Linked DNA regions of Mus musculus: region 1 is linked to region 2. A link is a contact called in public HiChIP or PLAC-seq data. All regions are on one chromosome and are shown on one strand. The core of a region is the stretch at or near the end of the contact, and the rest is flanking DNA. Distances in the headings are between cores, read along the strand shown. Region 1 holds the start of Homer2 (homer scaffolding protein 2). Region 2 holds the start of Sema4b (sema domain, immunoglobulin domain (Ig), transmembrane domain (TM) and short cytoplasmic domain, (semaphorin) 4B).

Region 1 (3,551 bases), core at 97-2,596, 1.5 Mb after region 2:
CGTCCAACATAAGTCTCTTGGATAGGCATCAATATTCCTAAGCAAACTTCCGATGGGCCCTCTGTCCCCCTTGTTCCATCTTGGCGTCCACAGCCATCTGCTCTCCTACCCGGAGCTCTACCTTGCTTGCCTCTGCTCCCTCCAAAACTCTACCAGCTCCACGGAGAAAGCCACTCCTGAGGCTTGTCTGGAGCTAAGCACAGTAAAGCCACTGCCCCATAGGGGCTGGTGGGGCCACCAGGGCGATCATGACTCTTCCCATGGCACCCATCCCCAAAGGGAAGCTAGTTCTCTAGACCACCTACACAGCAGAGGCCTCTGGGCCCCATGAAAGGCTGTTTGAAGAACACTGGGCTCAGCAGCAGAAGACAGACCTCTGATGTCCTTAACCATCCTCATGGCCAGTCAGGCAGTGGCCTAGCTTCTGCCGGTGAGCAACCACACACTAAGTATTCCCCTTTTACAAATGTATCAGCTGTTCAAGCTGGGAGAAGTCTCCCAACTAAACCGGCCTCAGTTTCCTCTTGTGGAGAGCAAGCACACAAACCATATCTCGCATAGAGACTGAAACACCATGAGTGTGCGCTCACATCGGCGAGCAGATGTAAAGAGTTACTGTGTTATTAGCACAGTGGCTCCTGACTCACAGCGCCTACTGCTCGGAGAGACGCCGAAGAGAAATCAATCCTGCTTTTAAAATTACTTTATATACTCAGGAGCATTAGTCACTTCAACTGAGTGCTCCAACTTCCCTCCCAAGCATCTGGAGCCTCACCTAGGTGCCTAACAGATTGTCGCATCTCAACGCTGCCTACAAGTCCACTATTCCTACGCTGAAGGGTTATTATTGGGTGTGTTTCCTTTCCAGGAAAACTTCGATTTCTATGTCGCTGGCTGTAAATGCAGCCGTGAAGAAAGGCAAACTGCTTTTCACACTCACAAACCCAGGCCCTGGAGTTGCTCGCGCTAGGGGCAAGGAGACCGCGGAATGGCCGAGGCGCCGAGACCAGCCCGGGTGCGGGTCCCCGCCAGGTGTCTCCGCGCCCGGCTGGCTGAGACGGGAAGGGCCGTGGGCTCCAGGCGCAAAGTCCGCGCCCAGGCCGGGGGCGCCCCGAGCTCCCGCCGCAGCACGCGACCGGCGGCCCGTAGCCCCTCGCGGGCGCTCCGCGAGCTCACTCACCCCATCTCCGGCGCTGCTCGTGCGGCCGCTCCGACGGGGCCCCTGGCGTTCGCTCTCCGCCCGCTCGGCAGCTGCTCCCCGCGCGGCACATGCGGCGGCCCGAGTGCGCCCGGCTCAGCCCCGGCGCCGTTCCATTCCGCCGGCTGCGCGGCTGCTCTGCCGGTGTCGGGGCCGCCGCCAGGCGCGGGCGGGCGGGAGGGCGGGGGCTGGGCGGCCGGGGGCTGGGCGGCCGCGCTCGGGCGGAGCCGCCGGTCCCTCCCGCCCGCTCCTTACGTAACCTCGTGGCCCCCGGGCCGCCGCCGCCCGCCTGGAGCTGGGGGCGCGGCAGCGTGTGCAGCGTCCCCCGCGCTGCCGCGCAGTCGCCGCTTCTTCCAGCAGCCCCCTCCTCTCCTGTGTCGACCCCGCACCCGCGCGCCCTGCCAAGCTTGGCGCCGCGCCTCGGACGGGATGTCCCACCTGCTGGACTTGAAGTCGCAGCTGGCAGGGACTTTTTGGCCACCTTTAGTTTGCAGATGAGGGAACCGAAGCCCCCCAGGGAGGAGAAATGATGTGACCAAGGTCACAGTCTCAGATTAGATCTCACGTCTCCAGAGTCTGAGATGGGCAGGACCACGATTTGCTCCCCACCCCATTTAATGCCCACCTTCGTCTTCCTGCCCACCTGTCTGGCTGAGTGGCCTTAAAATCCTGGAGGGTAAGATGGCAAGGAGGATTCTGTAGCCCAAAGCAGGTTCCCTGAACTCTTCCCTGGGTAAAGACAGAAACGCACACCCTCAGCATAGCGAGTTGGCAAAATTTGAGAGGCTTCCTTAAGCTTGGCTATGATTCCCTACCAAAGGCCAGCACTGGAGCCAACCTAACCATCACCCCACACTGGGCCTTCCACGGGATTGTCTTCGGCTGAGCACACATTGCCCACACAAGCCTGGCATCTCTGGACAGACAGGGACTGGGAGGAGAAGGCAAGGACAAGCAACTGGAATAGGGCCACCACCGTGCCCCTGCCCTCATTTCCCTTCAGGCCACTGTGACTAGCTACCTAGCTCCTTCACCTCACAAGAGCACCCACCCCATTTCTAAACGGTGGTCAGTAATTTCTGAAATACAAGTTGATCTGAGGCTCCCCTCCCACTGTCCTTGGGATGAGCCTGGCCAGTCCACTACCACCTCCAGCCCTCTCACTTTGCCCTTGCTCGCCGCACTCCAGCCAGCTGGCCATTCTCTCAGCCTACCCACGTGCTCTTCTTTCTGTCTGGGAAGATTTTTTTCCCCTTCATTCCTACATGTGCTTCAGATCACTGTTACACTGTCGCGTCCCTTAGGGGCTTAACCGAAGGCCGTGGATGGCATTGTTCCGGTCCATTTTTCTTCCTTGCACTTACTGTTAGTAGTATCTCGTGTAAAATTATTGGTTTAATATTCCAGACACACCTGCAAACTCTTAGAAAGATGTGGCTTTTTGCCCATAATTGTAACCTCTACTACCTACAATGGGAATTCAAAGTCTTCCACCAATATTTGTTGAATGAATAAGTAAACAGACCAAGCCCTATCTATACAAAATTGGTCAGGATCTGTGCACACAGGTGACTCTGTTTAGAGCCAAGACTAATGAACAGTCAGCCCCAGAGGAAGTTCTTCTAACACAAGCTGAATTCCAAAGACCAGGGCTGTGCCAAGGTGCTGAAGGGAAGGGGTCACTGGTAAAGTCCCAGAAAGAAGCCAGAAGTAGGAGGATCAAAAGCAGGAGCCAGCAAATGTGTGTTAGGGGTATGGAAAACAAGACTCTGAGCAAAGGAGCCCAGTGGTGTTCAAGCCCTGGCTGGGAGGTCCATCTCTTTGCTCCTCAGATAGACAGGGTGCACCCACATCACCTTGGCAGGATGCAATGAGGCCAAGCAGGTGGGGTGGTGAATCGCAGCCAGTGCTCTGTGGTTAAATTGGCTGTCCTCTGTGTAGAAGGCTCTGAGGGAAGAGAGAGAGGAAGGGTGGATCAAACTCAAGGTCTGGGAAGGGATGTGCTTTCTTCACCTTCTCCAAGCTACTCTAGGAAGAGGGGTGTGGAGAAAGTGGACTCTGCTACTCTTCTCCTCTCCTTCAACCCAAGGCTTCCCGGGCAGTTCTCTCTGATGGCTCCCTACTCCGTCTCATTTTCTCGAGTCATCTTCACTGCACTCTCTCATCATCTTGGACTCTTCCCAAGAGATGGGCATTCACTTCCCAGTTAGAGGTCTTGCTGGCAAACACTTACTGTGGAGCATCACTCCTCCCTGTGATCAATACCCTAGTTGACAATGGAGAAGGCTGAAAGGAAGAGACTCTGTGCCCGTGGCTAAGGCCAGGCTAGAGAGAGTCTACATAGGCCAGTTAG
Region 2 (3,349 bases), core at 435-2,934:
ACCATGTGGTTGCTGGGATTTGAACTCAGGACCTTCAGAAGAGCAGTCGGGTGCTCTTACCCACTGAGCCATCTCACCAGCCCTCCCAGCATCTTCATAACTGGAGTCAGGAACTCCAGTTCCAGGGAGTCTCAAACCCTCACACTGACAGATACATGTAAAAAAAAATTTTTTTTTTTAGACAGGATATCTCTGTGTAGCCTTGCTGTCCTGGAACTGGCTCTGTAAAACTCAAGAGATCTTCCTGCTTCTGACTCCCAGGTTGATGGGATTAAAGGCCTGGGCTACAGGCCTGACCTTGAAACAGTATTTAAAGTGCTATTTATTTCATGTGCATTGGTGTTTTGCCTGCATATATATTTTATGTTACACACACAAACACACAGGTCAGAGGTCACAGCTTGTGGAGTAGACTCTGTCTACTGTGTTTGAGAAGAGATTAACAGGAGGAAAGGAAGCAGCAGTTAGAGCAGAAACAGTACATTTCAGATGATGGGTTAACCAGTGCAATTGGACATGTGGCATATGAGAAAAGACACGAGACTGTAGAAGGATGTCAGGGTGGTGACAGTACAGGAGTTGTGGAGCATGGGGAAGTCTGGATGTAAGAAAGAAGACCTGAGACCATCCAAGAGCTTGTCTGCTCTGACTGCCACCTGCCTGTGGGGGTGGGGAGGAGAGTAGAAAGATGTGGCTCTGGAACTGCCCACATGGGCACACATGGGCAGCAGCGAGTGCAGTGTAGCTTCGACAACTGCAGAAAAGTCTGGGGGAAGTGGTTTCATTGCCACAAGAACAATGAACACATATTTTTAAGTTTTTAATTTTATCCATTCACCTAGGAAAAGCTGAAACGGGTTTCCAAAACCTTGATGTCTTTGTTGATCTCCCCCTCTTTATTTCCCTCTATTCCTTTGCTGTGGCTCCACCAAATTGACTTCAGATTGGGGTACCTGCGGGTGGATACCTCTGGCGTCTCATTCCAGCCTTAGGGAATCCTTTCCTATGCTCAGCCACGTGCTGGTTGTGGGGGGGAAGGTCTAGCCTCTTTGGCAGTGCAGTCCGTGAAATCCTAATTATCCCACTTGAACTGATTCTGCGCCGGCCCCGGGCTTCGCGTGGACAGAATTCTAAGCATGGACAACCGAGCAGAGTATCTAGATTCTAGACCATGCATAGACCTCTCGCGGAAGTAAGACTGGAAAGCTACCAGTCTCCGTCTCAGAGTCTGCACAGCTCCCAGAGCGGGGGTGGGGGTAGGTAGGGGGCATGTGGGGCAGGGTTCCCGGGAGCCGGAAGGAGGGCGGGTCCGTGCGGCTTTGCGAGCTCCTCGGTCTCCGGGCTTCAGGTCCCCAGGCTCTGCTCCGCTCCCCCTCCCCCCCAGTGCCCCAAGTCGGGTGACTCGATCCAGCGCCCCTCGTACTTCAGCGCCCAGGAAGGAGGAAGGGGAAAGAGCTGGGCAAGGACCAGCTAGGAGGCCCGCCTACCCGTCGACTTCCTGCTCCGCGCCCTCCTCCCTGCGGCGAGAGCGCGGGGCTTTCACCCGCAGCACTGGGCAGAGGGAGCCTACGGTGCGGCGGCCCACGTGACCACCTTCCCTGCCGCCCACCCCCAGGTCCAGAGGCGGAGGCCGAGGGAAGGACTCCGGGCCGAACCGCGGGGCGGGGCTCCAGCCTGCGATTCCACTTGAGCAACCTGAGCCGGAGGAGGACGCCGCTGCCTGCTGCGGTCCGAGCTCCACGCGCCGCGATGGGCCGGGCGAGCCGCTCCGCTGTCCTGCGGCGCGCGCTGCTGCTGCTGCTGCTACTGCTGCTGCTGCGGACGACGACTACGCGGGCGCTCGGCCCCCGGATCAGTGTGCCGCTGGGTAAGTGCTATGGGGCGCGGCAGAAGGAGGGGAGCGCGGGCAACGAGATGCTTGGTGGGGTGGCCACGACAAAGGAGAGGTTGAGGTCCACTAGGACCAGGAAAGCAGTTGTGGTCAAAGCGAAAGAGGAGGGAAAGCTAGGGAGCTGAGAGCCCTTTTCTTCCATTTTCTATCTGGACTTGGAGAGGGCCGCTTTCTTGCTCGGTTGCAGCTGCTCTTGCTCGGAGGGAGCACACTCGGCACTAGGGGCCTCAGGTGCCAGCCATCCTGCCTACTCATTTACTTGTCTTTGATGCTGACCAGAGTCAGCCTTGGAGCCACCAACGGCACGGGGCTGAGGGCACTGCTGCTGGCCGTGCTATAAACTCTGGGCTTATGATATTCTCAGTCAGCCACAGCAGAGCCTGGAGTTTGGCGGGTGGGTGCCAGGTCTTTCCTCCCTGCCGGCCCATCTCTGACTGATCGACCTGGAGAATTCACCCCCTACTCCAAACACAGGGACTTGGAAACTGACATTGCGAAGACCCATCTGTACCCTGTCTAGAGGGGCCTGAGGGTATCACCCTGGTGGGCCACATTCCTTTTTTGGTGGTTTACAGCTGCCCCTGGCTGCCTGTGTTTCCAATCCTCCACTCATTCTTTACTTCCCTTAGTCTGATCGCCCCTGAACCTTTTCCAGGGAACCTCAACGTTTGGAATTCTAGGGACTTAGCCCAGTAAGTACTTCCTACTGCCCGCACTCCAGCTTCCTCCCCTGCAAAGTCGCCTCAGGCTTAGATACCTTGCAAAGTCATCTTGGGAAATTCATAAAACTTGGTGCATTCGGAGGGCATCAGGCACATAGGTGCCAACAGACAATGTTTGGCCAAACCCCTCTAAATTGCAAACTGTCACTGTGAGTTAGTGCATAAATTAGAGGTTACAGACTAAAACTCTACCAGACTTCCTACTCCATATTTGCATCCCCACCCCTAAAAGCATCCCATTTGCAAAAGGATAGAATCAGCTCTTCAGTTAAGGCCCCTAACAGGATCTCAGTCCCTTATCCAAAACATTGTTGGTAGCTCAAGTTCAAATCCTGTCTCAGCCACTTAGTTCCCACATGACCTTAAGTAAACAACTTCTCTGTGCCTTGATTTCTTCATCTGTAAAATGGGATATTAGCGCCTTGCTCAAGGCGCAGCTCATTACCAGTTGCAAAGTCCTTAGGATAGGGCTTGGTACAGAAACCTCTCAGCGGGTGTTTGCTGTCATTCTTGTTATGTTAAACTCGGACCACTCCTGCATGGAACTGGGTGGTTCGCTGTGGGTGGGGATGGTTCTAGAGTTCACTGCTGCTCCTTGGGAGTTCTGTTCTTGAAGTGAGAAATGACTGAAATCGGAACCCAGGACTGATGCTCTGCCACTTTAAAACACTTACTTAGCTTGTGTGTGGGTGTAAGGGCACACGAAAACATGACGTACATGTGGAGGTCAGTGAGG

Evidence for each region. HiChIP or PLAC-seq counts read pairs in DNA pulled down with a chosen protein or histone mark.
Region 1: an HNF4G HiChIP or PLAC-seq map of pancreatic cancer cells shows a contact between it and region 2. The contact joins the promoter of Homer2 here to the promoter of Sema4b in region 2. A contact is called at or near these places in 1 of 39 promoter capture datasets (liver) and 1 of 115 datasets of contacts at active chromatin or transcription factors (pancreatic cancer cells).

Annotation. Positions count from the first base shown.
Region 1 is chr7:81,705,579-81,709,129 of GRCm38.p6, forward strand. It overlaps Homer2 (homer scaffolding protein 2), which reads right to left and starts at 1,347. Exons shown (of 9, transcript NM_001164086.1): 1 at 1,181-1,347. The coding sequence starts at 1,185. It overlaps Gm32579 (a long non-coding RNA gene), which reads right to left. Exons shown (of 2, transcript XR_391652.2): 2 at 2,574-3,145.
Region 2 is chr7:80,196,904-80,200,252 of GRCm38.p6, forward strand. Sema4b (sema domain, immunoglobulin domain (Ig), transmembrane domain (TM) and short cytoplasmic domain, (semaphorin) 4B) reads left to right here and starts at 1,685. Exons shown (of 14, transcript NM_001360135.2): 1 at 1,685-1,867. The coding sequence starts at 1,750.